Linked DNA regions of Drosophila melanogaster: region 1 is linked to region 2. The links are chromatin contacts, called in public Hi-C maps. All regions are on one chromosome and are shown on one strand. The core of a region is the stretch at or near the end of the contact, and the rest is flanking DNA. Distances in the headings are between cores, read along the strand shown. Region 1 holds the start of lncRNA:CR44816 (long non-coding RNA:CR44816). Region 2 holds the start of CG3815.

What was found. Hi-C and Micro-C count contacts between places; a contact is called where the count stands out from the background.
Region 1: a Hi-C map of the S2 cell line shows a contact between it and region 2, with 3 times the contacts expected there. The contact joins the promoter of lncRNA:CR44816 here to the promoter of CG3815 in region 2. A contact is called at or near these places in 42 of 107 Hi-C or Micro-C datasets (the D17-c3 cell line, the Kc167 cell line, the ML-DmBG3-c2 cell line and 13 more) and 2 of 6 datasets of contacts at active chromatin or transcription factors (both in the Kc167 cell line).

Annotation. Positions count from the first base shown.
Region 1 is chrX:6,367,943-6,374,712 of dm6, forward strand. It overlaps lncRNA:CR44816 (long non-coding RNA:CR44816), which reads right to left and starts at 3,084. Exons shown (of 1, transcript NR_123812.1): 1 at 2,636-3,084. It overlaps Marf (Mitochondrial assembly regulatory factor), which reads left to right. Exons shown (of 8, transcript NM_206635.3): 4 at 1-115; 5 at 584-1,510; 6 at 1,580-1,750; 7 at 1,851-2,047; 8 at 2,117-2,982. The coding sequence ends at 2,318. PpV (Protein phosphatase V) reads right to left here and starts at 4,973. Exons shown (of 3, transcript NM_078506.3): 1 at 4,710-4,973; 2 at 4,334-4,621; 3 at 3,123-4,245. The coding sequence starts at 4,874. The coding sequence ends at 3,787.
Region 2 is chrX:6,291,783-6,298,140 of dm6, forward strand. CG3815 reads left to right here and starts at 3,607. Exons shown (of 5, transcript NM_132083.4): 1 at 3,607-3,771; 2 at 3,928-4,118; 3 at 4,182-4,866; 4 at 4,927-6,358. The coding sequence starts at 3,724. It overlaps mldr (mulder), which reads left to right. Exons shown (of 2, transcript NM_001258620.2): 1 at 1-886; 2 at 953-2,395. The coding sequence ends at 1,325. CG15892 reads right to left here and starts at 2,561. Exons shown (of 2, transcript NM_001031870.2): 1 at 2,028-2,561; 2 at 1,324-1,962. The coding sequence starts at 2,356. The coding sequence ends at 1,398. CG15891 reads right to left here and starts at 3,563. Exons shown (of 1, transcript NM_001298010.1): 1 at 2,735-3,563. The coding sequence starts at 3,271. The coding sequence ends at 2,822.

The sequences.
Region 1 (6,770 bases), core at 1,834-4,333, 76 kb after region 2:
GCGTGCGGAGAAGCAGTTCTTTCACACCGTCTCGCAGAAGCTAAGCAAGCCGAACATCTTCATCCTGAACAATCGCTGGGATGCGTCGGCCAACGAGCCCGAGTGCCAGGAATCGGTATGATCTTCTAGGCGGCCCCTTTAGTTAGTCCACAATCTCTGTCAGACCCTGCATTACCATTACATGGCAGGCGAACCATATGCCACATATGTGTACATATGTTCGTTTGCCAGCAGTTTTGCACTGCCACATCTCATAAGTAATTTCTTGGACCTCTTCGTATGCCTGTTGTCTCTCTATGTTGATGTGTGTCTTTTGTTTTTGTTTATTACCCAACCAACCAATCAATCTATCAAACAACCAACCAACTATCCACTGTAATCAACGCCAGGAATTGGCTAAGGTAATGAATGAGCTAGACCCGCTTGCTTGGTCCCACAAAAACCCAATCCACTCTGCTTTGGTCTCTTTATCGAATTGAACCGATGAACACCTCCTTGTTGACTCTTCCCAAAGCAGCTTACTTAGTTGCCCTGATTGATTGATCTATGCACTTTCTAAGACGCTTATTTCATCAATTGATAGGTTAAGTCTCAGCACACGGAACGCTGCATCGACTTCCTCACCAAGGAGCTAAAGGTGAGCAACGAGAAGGAGGCGGCCGAAAGGGTATTCTTCGTTTCCGCCAGGGAAACGCTGCAGGCGCGCATCGAGGAGGCCAAGGGCAATCCGCCGCACATGGGTGCCATTGCCGAGGGCTTTCAGATACGCTACTTCGAGTTCCAGGACTTCGAGCGCAAGTTCGAGGAGTGCATCTCGCAGAGTGCTGTGAAAACAAAGTTCCAGCAGCACAGTTCGCGCGGCAAGAGTGTTTCGGGTGACATGAAATCAATGTTGGACAACATTTACGAGCGGATCACCATATTCCGCAATCTGAAGCAGGACCAGAAGAACCTGCTCACCGAACGCATCCAGGGCACAGAGACGCAGATGATGCAGGTTACGCGGGAAATGAAGATGAAGATCCACAACATGGTCGAGGAGGTGGAGGAGAAGGTGTCAAAGGCGCTGAACGAGGAGATCTGGCGCCTGGGCGTACTCATTGACGAGTTCAATATGCCCTTCCATCCGGAGCGTTTGGTGCTGAACATCTACAAAAAGGAATTGAATGCCCATGTGGAGAGCGGCCTGGGCAGCAATCTGCGCGCCCGCCTATCCATGGCCCTGGCCATGAACGTCGAGTCCGCCCAGACGGAGATGACCGATCGCATGCACGCCCTGGTGCCCAACGAGCAGCTCCTGGCCACCAGCACCAAGATGGTGGTGCGCACGCAGCCCTTCGAGATGCTCTACTCACTGAATTGCCAGAACCTCTGCGCCGACTTCCAGGAGGATCTGGAGTTTAAGTTCAGCTGGGGCATTGCGGCGATGATCCAGCGCTTCACCGGCAAGGTGCGCGAGCGCAGCAAGAAGGGCCAGCCGGCGCTGGTCAATCGACAGAGCAGTATTGGAGTGAGTTTCTACAGTATAGTTGTGTTGCACCACCTTTACTATATCTCTGCCATCGAATCTCGTTCACAGCACAGCGTATCGACGCCGACCACGACGCCCGTGGAAGCCACTCCTGTGTGCCTGCTGCCCGCTCCCGTTGTGGCTGGCATTACGCCCGAGCAGCTGTCGTTGATCTCACGCTTCGCGGTGTCCTCCATTGGATCGCAGGGCACCGTTGGTGGTCTCGTCGTAGCCGGTGTCGTAAGTGTTAACGGTTAAATTATCATAACACCTCTTGTCCTTACCAACGACCAAGCAGGTGATAGTGCATAGCTATGTGATGAAATCAAACCACTTGCAGATGCTGAAAACTATCGGCTGGCGTGTCCTGGTGGGCGTGGGTGCCCTCTACGGCTGCATCTACCTGTACGAGCGCCTCTCGTGGACAAATTCAGCCAAGGAGCGAACGTTCAAGTCGCAGTACGTGCGCCATGCCACCAAGAAGCTCAAGATGATTGTCGACCTCACCTCGGCCAACTGCAGCCACCAAGTGCAGCAGTGAGTATTGATCCCTTAGCGTCTGAATCGCTGATCACTTATCGAATATTCTCTGTCACATCTCAACAGGGAATTGTCGAGCACCTTTGCCCGTTTGTGCCGCACGGTTGATACCGCCACCACGGACATGAATGATGAGCTCAAGACGCTGGACTCGCAGCTGAACATCCTGGAGGCGAACCAGAAGCAATTGAAGCTGCTTCGCAACAAGGCCAACTACATACAGAACGAGCTGGACATCTTCGAGCACAACTATATATCGCCGCAGTAGTGGAACAGTAGTGGGTTGGCTGACCGTGGGGCAAAACACTAACCAGAATGTGGATGATCATAGAAATCAGGCGAAGACAAACACCCAAACGACTACAACAACATTAATGCACCACGTATTTGCTGCTCAACTCTCAGTTTTTCTCTCCTCTTTTATTTTATTTTTTTTGTAAGAAAATGCATGATATGAGCCAATCGATTGGAACCTCTTTATTCTCTATCGTTTAAACAAATCGTTGTTGTTGTTGAGAATTCTTTTAATTCCTAACATGCACTACTCTGCTAGTGTGATTATTTAGTTTTCTTTTTTTTGTAATTGTTGACCCGGAAACGCACGCGTATATATATATACAAATAGAGAAGTATCCAAAACACTGTGAGCATGGCCAGGTGCCATGGAAAAGCAAGTTGCGAGGAATTATGAATGCCACATGATGATGACCGACCCCAGAATGCGAAAGTCACTCACTTATTTACCTCTTTTTCGCCCCTAATAGAAAGTCTAGTACTTATACATATTTGTTTTTGAGTTGGGACGCTAGAATAAATGTTGGGGCAAAGCAAACCAATATATATGAAAACACAATTGTTGAGATGTTGCAAAGCATGAGAATGAGAATGATTCATGAACGAAAACGAAACGAAATAAATGATATTTATGTAAGAAACTCATAATCGAAATTATTTCAGTGGAACTTTGAATATCGGAGCCGTGTCGCGAAAACGACAGAGACGGATGATGGACATTTTGGGAGCGGAATAAGGGACACCTGGTTTTTCCCACTGATTACCGGACAACGCATTTCGAATTGTCTTTTTTGTTTTAATCATATCGTTTTGATCGGGATCACACAATTGGGTTATTCTTAGTTATTCTTATTTCCTTCAAAGCATTACTAATACAAAATGTACAAAGTATATGATTTTTGTGTTTGTTCACAGAAATAAATATGTAGGTTTGGAATACAAAATAACAAAGTGAATCTCTATATACTTCTTGCTTCCATTAGCATCCGTTATCAGTAAATACAATACTTGGATATACAACTTAAAGAAATCAATTCACGTGTTCCCCTCTCTTTGGACTTGCCGGAAACTAATAACAAAGTTTTTTTTTAACTGTGCTCTTAAGAATTAGATATGTGTTTTTGCCATACAAAAAAAGAGACGAAAATTACAAGTTACAGGTGTGTGTGTGGTGTGTGTGGCTTGTGTTTGCTGTTCTGAGTGTTTGCTATGCTTGGGGTGCTCGTTGCGCACGTTTTGAGTTTAAGGCGTTGAGTTCATGGGTGGTCAAATGAAACGGATCAGTCAGTCGAAGGCTGCACTCCGCTCTGCTCTCCACAAGCGTATATGATTATTAGCCACGATGCCGGAACAGTGGGCGGATCGTATTGGATCGGTATGTGGTATGGTATGTGGTATAGTATTGCGTTGCATCACTTCACATCGCATCACATCAGAACGTTTTACAGGAAGTAGGGCGTTGTGTTCTGCTTGGGTATCACACGCTCCGCATCCGGAACAGCCAGGAAGATCTTCGTCTGCCGCTTCTCCGCCGTTTCGAAGCTAAGAATGGCGGCAACGTTGCCGCAGCGATAGCAATAGTTTGGCGCCGACCACACGGTCACCAGTTTGCCATCAAACATATACTTGATGCCCTCGTTGACCAGCTGATGTGCTCGGCATATGAGGTTCAGATTATTGATCGCCATAAAGTCCTTGGTCACATTGTGGCCAAACAGCCAGCCAGCGCCGCGCGGACTCTGGCCCCAGTACTCCATGTCCTCGGGATCGGACCACACCAGATCGCAGAAGGCACCCTTGTACGGTATCTCGCCGTTGCGATCGATCGTCCTGATCTGGTCCAGTGTAATGATCTCGGGACTCAGGCCACCGTGCACGCACAACACCTCCTCGTCGATGATCTGTGTACATTAGGGGCAGTGGGGTAAACATATATGTAAATGATTAAAAGGGTGTTGTCCACATGAAGTATCCCATAGTTCAACTCACGGCAGCGATGGTAAGCAAATCGAAGACCTTGCAGCAGTATTTCCAGCCATTGGCATTGCCGTACTTGCTGAAGCACTCGTCAAAGAATCCGTACACCTTGGTGATCTGCCGCGTTTCGTGGTTGCCGCGCAGCAGGGTGATCCGGCTGGGATAGCGCGCCTTCAGCGTGAGCAGTCTGGTGAATGTCTCCAGCGAGTAGTAGCCCCTGTCCACGAAGTCGCCCATGAATATGTAGTTGGTATGCGGCACCTGGCCTCCAGTGCGGAACAGCTGCTCCAGGTCGTAGAACTGCAATTTGGGGGTGGAGTGCGATGGCATTGCGTTAGTGGACATTGCAATGACGTAGGAGACGAAGACGGAGGAGATGACCGCTTACCTGGCCATGGATGTCACCGCAAACGGTGACGGGCGTGCTCACGGGCAGGATGTTCGTCTCCTCCAGGAGGATATCGCAGACCATCTCGCATAGCTTCTTCAGCTCGTTCTCCGGCAGGTACTTGCATTTCTTCACGTCTTCTATCCACTTGTCCACGTCGCCCATGATGCCCGCTGCCTGTGAAATCCACGGTAAATCGCCTTAAAACAAGTTAATAAATAAGTATTGGTTGCACGTCCATCTGCGCACCTACGGTCACACTGGCTGGTGTTCAATGGTTATCGAGCAACGGTTATACTGCTGCCCACGGTTAGAGTACTAAAAAATTGATCTAAAGTTTCTTCTATTCTTTTTATTTTAAATACTATTGTTGAGTATTTTATTTGCTTTTGTTTTCCATCGATAAATGGTGCATCAATTTTTTGTTTAGCCGATGCAAGCACCAGTCGCATGGGACGTTCTTATTAGAACTGTATACTTGGTGTGTACACACTGCGTAGCGAGAATGTCACATGTTATCGATAGCTAACACATTTGAATTCAAATTCAAAATATTTAATTACTTTGGCGGTCGATTTTGTGTTTTTCTGTATTGTTTTCTTTGGTTTTGTGGAGGCAAGCGAAATTAGTTGCAATTAGCCTTTAGCCGCCACAAATCATAATTAGTCCGCAATGAAAGCTTTTTAAATCCGTTTATTTTTTAACCCAAACCCATTTACATATATATACATATATATTTTCTTTGGCTTGTTGAAAATAATCACGCTCTTAGATTTTATTGCCATCGCACGCCACGCTACTTGTTCGCTGTTTGTTTTGCAGCTCCGCTCATTTTTCCGGGCAGCAAGTGTTAAGGGTTATGAGAAGCGTGCTGGCATGCGTTTTTCGGCACGGGGTGGCACATGGGTTAATGGCCCTGCAGCTTGTTTAGAGTCTCATTAGCACGCTGCCATTTGATTGTGTTGGCTTCTTTCATTTACTTTTCGCATTCGCTGGATCTGAAGTTGGGAAAATAAACGTGCCATAAAGGTGACAATTCGCGAATCAAGGGAAATTGGTAAAAAAAAAAAAAAAAATGAACGTTTCACGGGTTTCGAAGCACAAAATATATGCAATTTATTCAAAGTTAGGATGCTAAGCATATATTCATAGAAAATAATTGAATTAATTGTTTGTATTCGCATTTAATTGTGGAATCGAATTAAATGCAATATCTTTTAGTTTTGCAAATCGAAACTGTTGTGCTCGCCACCCATCTCTTTCTGCCACCTACTCTCCGTTCCTCTCTATCACTCTCACTCTCTTACTCTCTCTTTCTCCCCCCGGCGAAGATGTCGTGCTCCATCATTAGTGGCGTTACTTTATGCCCTTCCGTTTTGGTATTCAACTTGGGCTTGTTCTCCCAGCTGCTTTTTGTGCTCTTTTGGCCATCTTGCCAGTGCTTTCCATTCAGCCATCCAGCCATCCTGCCCCCCCAATGCTGGCCCCAATCCGCTCGCATCCTTCCATTGTCCTTGCCGCTCTGTATGTCGCTGTTTGTGTCCGCCTGGCACAATGTTGACAATTAAGTTAAACTTGTTTTCTTACTTCGTTTCGTTACGTTTCGCCAATTCCGCTCGCCCTCTAAAAGTCAAAGTCCTGTCGTCTGCGGCTGATGTGGCTGATAATTATGTGCCCCCTGCACGGACGCAAAGGACACGGACGGCGGAACAAGGACAACGGACAGCGGACAGCCTCTTGGCTTTATCTTGCTGCAAACACGGTGCCAAAAATTCTAGAGTTTCGAACAATCGGTTAAAAAAAAAAAAGTCTTGGACTTCATATTTTAACAAATTCCTCGGCTCACAGAGTTTTTTTTTTTGTATTCTCAATTAAACGCAAAAAGATTATTACACCTTCGGCTATTTGAATGGTATTTTCAATATTTTCCTGCTGTGTGCAGTCAGCGGAAAAAAAAAAAAACATTGAGAGCAAGCGATAAATGACCAACAGTTGTGGGTCATTTTATATTTTTGGCATTGTCCGCCTTCTTTGGCCGCGCTGCTCATTTTAGCCGGCTTT
Region 2 (6,358 bases), core at 2,357-4,856:
ACGAGCGACCGCTTAGCGAGGCGGAACAGTCGGAGATACTGCAGATCTGCCGATCATTGCAGGCGGAGCACGAAACTCTGGACGCCAGCAGCTGCGAGAATGTGATTCATGGACTGGTGGCCACCAGCGGCGATGATTGGCAGCGCGGACTGCCGCTGCTCGAGATGATGAAGGTCACCAGTACGCCCAGTGTGGCCGCCTACTCCGCGCTGGCGGAGAAGGCCTTCAGTGTGGCGACACCGGAGCAGGAATTGGCCTGGCGCCTACTGGAAGAGATGGCCACGGCACGGAAGCCGCCCAAATGCGAGGTCTATCTGGCGCTGCTCAATCGACTGGCCAACGAAACGGCACAACTTCCTGCACAGCTTAGCCTTTTGTTGCAATTCCTCGAACGCCATGAGATTCTAGTCAGCCAGCGGGTGGCGATACGATTGCAGGAGCTGTCCAGCCAGGTGCCCCAACTGTTGCACACCAGGACCACCCATTTGGGAGGTCTGGGCAAGTGCCAGTCCTGCCAGCAGCACCTCCAGCCGGTGGCCATCAGCGATGAGGAGTTCCGGCAGCTAAGCGAATGTTTTCTGGAGCGCGTGCTCATACGACGAGACGTCTTCCAGCGCTCCACGCCCGAGGAGGTGGCCAGGTTCAAGAAGTTTGTCGAAAAGACGGCGCCATACGACTGTGTGATCGATGGCCTCAATGTGGCCTACTCTACGGGCACCAAAAAGACGCCGCAGCAGCTGGCCAAGCTAGTGGCTACGGTGGTGCGTCATTTCCGGGAACAGGACAAGCGTGTCCTCGTCCTGGGACGCGAGCACATGCGCAACTGGTCCAAGCAGGCCATGCACTATGTGCACTGCAATGCCAGCCTCTTCTTGACCAGCAATCTGTAAGGGAATTCATCTCGAATTGGAAAGGGATAGGTAGACTAATTCGTTCGTTCGTTTGCTTATAGGTCGCACGATGATCCCTTCCTGCTGTATGCCACGCTGCGCAGCGGCCAGGAGACAGACTTCTTCTCCCGCGACCTGATGCGCAGTCACGCCTTTCATCTGGGCACCGAGCTGAAGCCCATCTTTCGTCGCTGGCAGCAGGAGCACCAGTTCTCCCTGGTCACCCAAACGCAAACGGGTCAGATTATAGTCAAGGAGCCCGTTCGTCATCGGCTGTGTGCCCACCAAGTGGCGGACACCTGGCATGTGCCCTACTGCGCGCAGTACACGCCGCATCCCACAGACAGCTTCGAGGTGCCCGCCAACTGGCTGTGCATCCAGATGAAGGAGCAGACGATACCCGCCACCAAAACCAAGACCAAAACAACGAGGTGACCATGTGAGCAAGACTTCTTATGCGAATAAATAGTAGCCAAATGTTAACACGAATACACTGAAGGAGCCGTCCTAGTCGCAGTCATAGCGGGTGCACTTCTCAAAGGCTCCAAGACCCTGCGGCTGGGGCTTCTTGCGACGGCGCTCGTACAGCAGCTTCTTCTCGGCGGCGCACATGAGCCGACGCTTGATGTGATTGTCCATCTCGAAGTCCAAGTCGGCCGGCTTGGCCAGCTCGTTGGGATCCCTTGTGGCTGCCGAGTCCAGCGCCTTAATGATCAAACTGAGCAGCGCGTGCGCGAGGCGATGGCACACATCGTACTCGATGGCATCCTGGCTGGTGTAGTAGATGGCCGACTGTGAGGTGGGCTGCACACCAATGGCCAACAGGATGTTGCAGAAGATGCCGCGCTGCATGCGCGCATACGGATCCACCAGCTGCGGCGGAATGCGCATCGTTGTGGCCAGATGGGAAATGAATTTGGCGAACTTCTTGATGAGCACGTTCAGGTACTGGGTGCGGCACTGGCGCTCCAGCTTGGTCAGCATGTTGTAGTACAGTTCCTGCTTGCGCTTCAGGAAATCCTCCTTCTTTCGCTCCTTGGTCTTGTTGCTCTTAAGGATCTGCTCCAGCTGTCTGTTTTTGGGAATGAGATGAGATGATTAGATCGCGTTAGCAACTGATGCAAGCGCTGCACTTACTCCGTGGTAATGGCTTTGTATTTGCCCAGCATGCGCTTGATCCGCTTGGCCCGCAGCTTCGGATCGTATACATCCTTGAACTGCTCGTAGTTGTCGATGAGCGTGTGCAACTTGGGCTTGGACAGGGCCACGTCGTAGGGCTTTACCTTGGGCGGCAGTGTCGGCTGGTAGGCCATGCGCCGCACATACAACTCCAGCTTGTCCAGTTCCTCCTCCCGCCGCTTCTTTACGTTCTCCTCTGCGCACACATCCGGATCCTCCTCCTCGGGCAGCGACTCCGTCGACGTGGGCATCGGCTCATCCCAATCCGAGACATTGGAGCTGGCCATGGCTGAAGAGTACTACACGGAACTGAACTAAACGAAACGAAACGGAACGGCTCGTCTCGGCTTGGTAAATTTGTACGTATTGGAAATTTAGCTTTGAACTTGGTTACTTATAAACACAAAATAATGTTTCGAAATCTTTTTTGTGTACGAAAAATTTGGGTAAACGGGAGCACTAACAATTTTATGTATTCACGCTGCGATAGTGGATCACCTTATGAGCAGTCCCAGTTGAAATGTGAGCGAGGTAAAACCAAAGGACTACTTGATAGTCAGAAAAGTTCTACATGTTTTCAAAGAAATGGAACATTAATTGTATGGCAACAAGATTAAGGAATTCCAATGACTCACACCACTAACAAGCAAAAGAGCACTGCATATGTGGTTTACAATTAAATAAGCAACGTTTTATTATATGTAATGTAATGTAATGTATGAATATTAACCAGTGGATCTATGGATCTAAAGCTAGTAACACTCGTTCTGCACGGATCGCTCCAGGGCGAAGGTGTACTCCTCGGCCAGCTCGTCCACGGACAATTGGCGCGTTAGTAGCGCCAATATGCTGTCCACCTGCATTTGGGTGCTGGTGTAGCGATCCTTGTTGGCCAATCCGGGTGCCAGCTCGAATGGAATGTCCTGCAAGTAATTGACGGGTCCTTGGGCTCCGGGCTGCTTCACTTGATCGCTGCGCGGTCCTGGCATCGGCGGATAGGGCAGATAGCCCGCTGGCGGCATAGGTGGATACATGGAGCCGGCTGGAACACCCGGATGAGGAGCATCCGGTACTGGTTTGCGCTCTATGAACACGAAATCATCGACACTGGTGCCTGGACGGGTTGCCTCCGCCGGTCCCTGGATGGGCTGGTCATCCGTGGGCGTTTCCGCGGGCTTGCGTTTGCCAAATATCGAAAACATTGCACTATTTTGTTCTATTGTTTGGTAAAATCAACTGGCAAATTGCGTCGTCCGCCAGCTGTGATGCTCTTTTAGCGGGCGTTGGTCCAAAACAGCGAGTGCTAGCTAGTGGTGTGCCCAAAAGATGTAAACATATAGGTGTCTATAGTGAGGTCTGAGCGAAATATGAGAATTTTGGGTATTTAATTTTTAACTATTTGTTTGCTTGGGTATTTTTCGGTTACGAATGTGTATACCCAATATAAACTTTATTAATTGCAAGTAGTTAGATTTGGAGTGAAATGCAGTCTGCACTGAATTTCCGTTAATCGCCTATCGGTGGGCGCGCAGTGTGGCCATTCGCTCGTCGGATGCGCAGGGCTGGACAACCGACACTGCGCCCGCCTCCGTCGCCAAGTGAAGTCGCTCCGAGATTGATTGTGTACACCGGATAAGAGGAGCGAGCGAAAAAGATGTCAAAATTGGACCAGGACCCGAACGCCTCACTGAGCATCATGGAGGTGAGTGTGCCGCCGGGACGCCATTCAGAGCTTCAGTGTGTCCACTGCCCGGAGCTCCAATTCCAATCGGCGGTGGCTACTCTAGAGCTGCCACATTAACGCATTCACAACTGTCTCCATTTCCCACATTTAACATAACTTTACTACTTCGCGCAGCAAATCAAGCAGCTCATCCGCCCGCCGCCCAACGAGGACGAGAAGATGATGCAGCGGTCCACCAACACGAAGCATCCGTACTACAGGCGCCCGGGCAGGGGCCACAACCACGACTATTGTGACGCCTGCGAGGAGGGCGGCAATCTGCTGTGCTGCGATCGATGCCCCTCCAGCTTCCACCTGCAATGCCAGTGAGTATATACACGCGCATATAGCTGCTCATTTTGAGTGCTGATTTCGTGCTTTCGCCACAGTGATCCACCGTTGAGCGAGGAGGACATACCCAGTGGCCAGTGGCTGTGCCACAGCTGTCGCATGAGCAAGCTCTCCCAGCCGCCGGCCTCCTCATCCAAGGCCAGTTCCGTGGAGCGTGTGCCTTCGGCGGGCAGTGGCTCACGGGCGAATACTCCATCGTCTGGCGATCTGGAGTCCATACCGCTGAAGATCCGCAACCTGCGCAAACGCAGCAACAGCGAACGCAATAGCACCGAGAAGCTGCTGGCCAAAATGCCGATGTCCATACAGCGCGCCCTCGATCCGAACAAGAAGCCAACGCCGCTGGACGATGTCATCAGGGCGGCCACCATGATGAATCCGCAGCAATTCTCGCTGCCGCCGGAGCTCGAGCTGCACACCCAGTTCCCGGGCAATGGCAAGGTGCAACCCGTACAGCAGACGCATCCGCCGAGCGGAAATGGCGGTAATCGCAGATGCGCCGGCAATCAGCGACGCAACTCCAAGCCGTTTGAGCTGGATGCCCAGGGACTGGTGCCGCTGCCCGCCAAAACCTGTTTCTACTGCACGCGCTCCTGCAAACGGGCGCCGCTCATCTCCTGCGACTACTGTCCGCTCTACTTTCACCAGGATTGCCTGGATCCGCCACTGACGGCACTGCCAGCTGGATTGTGGATGTGCCCCAATCATGCCGAGAATTTTATCGTAAGTCAGCCAACGCACATGGAGGTCTGCTTGGGTTCTAATGAGGATGTCTGTTCACAGGATGCCAATATGACCAATAGCATTTCGGCCACGGAGCGGGTGCGTCTCTGGAATCGCTTCCACCAGCCACTTGACCATGAAAATGTCAAGCTTGAGTTCTTCCGGCGTGTCAACACGCGCAATCCGCCCTTTCGCACCAAGAGAAATCTGCGTGCTCGCGCCCACATCGAGGTGCCAGCCATTGTGCGCTACCACTACGATCATCCGCCGCCGCTGTTGCCCTCCATGCGCCAAACGTTGCGCTACGATCGGGTAAAGCGGCGCAATAACCTGCCCACCGAAGTCGAGGAGATATCCCGTGAGTCGGTCACCGAATCGCTGCTCAAGGATCTGGAGGCCTTGCGCACGGCTCACGCCAAATTCCGTGAGATTCAGAGGGAATTCGGAACCTTGGAGACGGCCATAGATGGCGATAGCGACAGCGATCCCAGTCCTGAAGAGAAAAGGACCGAGACGAACACTCCCGCCGATAAAGTGAATGGCGAAGTGGATACGGAGAATCCCAATACAGAATCGAATGCGCAGGCCAGCGAACAGCCGTCGGTTGTCAAGGTGGAGTCCAAGACCAGCCTAGAGGTGGAGGCTAGCTTCGAGGAGGACGAGGAGGACAGCAAGAAATCAACGGGTATTATCGATGCAGACCTCTTACACCTGGACGTCGATATAATCAAGAAGCTGGCGCACCAGCGTCTGCAGCAGCTGGTCGAAGAGCATCCGGAGATTGTGACACAGTACAAGAATCGCACGGCCGCTCGTCGCCTGCGTCAACTGGCGTCAGTCGATGGCACACATGTGGCTGGCGAAACTGCTGCCCTGCAAGGCCAACTGGCGCCGGAGGATATGAACCGTTTCTCGCTGCTCTTCACCAGCGAAACGTCCTCAATTCTGGCGCAAAAGAATGGCAATGCCGCCGACGAAGATCCCGCAACGGCCCTGCATCCGGCACTGGCCACAGCGGCGGCCATTGCAGCAGCAGATGCCGCTGCCGAAAGCTATGCGCCGCGTGCCCGTAGCGACACGGAGAAGGCATACGAGCTGGCATCGCGCCTGGAGCTCAAGCTGCTGCAGTGCAAAGTGCAGGCGCGTGCGGTGATAACGCCACTGGGCGACATGCTCGAGGATAGCCGCTGGTTCAGTTCGCTGGGGCTGGACCATTCGATTTTCATGCGCTACCGCACGCTGTACATTGGCTACGGTGGACACTATTCGCCATCGACGACGCTGGCGCAAACGGAGACCGTGGACCTGTCGGCCATTGGTTACTGTTGTCGCATTTCACCGCAGCACGCCATCATCTTCTACGACGAATTCTCCAAGTCGTACGAGCTGATCAATTACTCAGAGTTTGGCACCGAGGTGAATGGACAGCTGTATGCCTGCGACGTGACCGAAAGGATGACAACGCACGCCGGCAAGCCGATGCGACCTGACG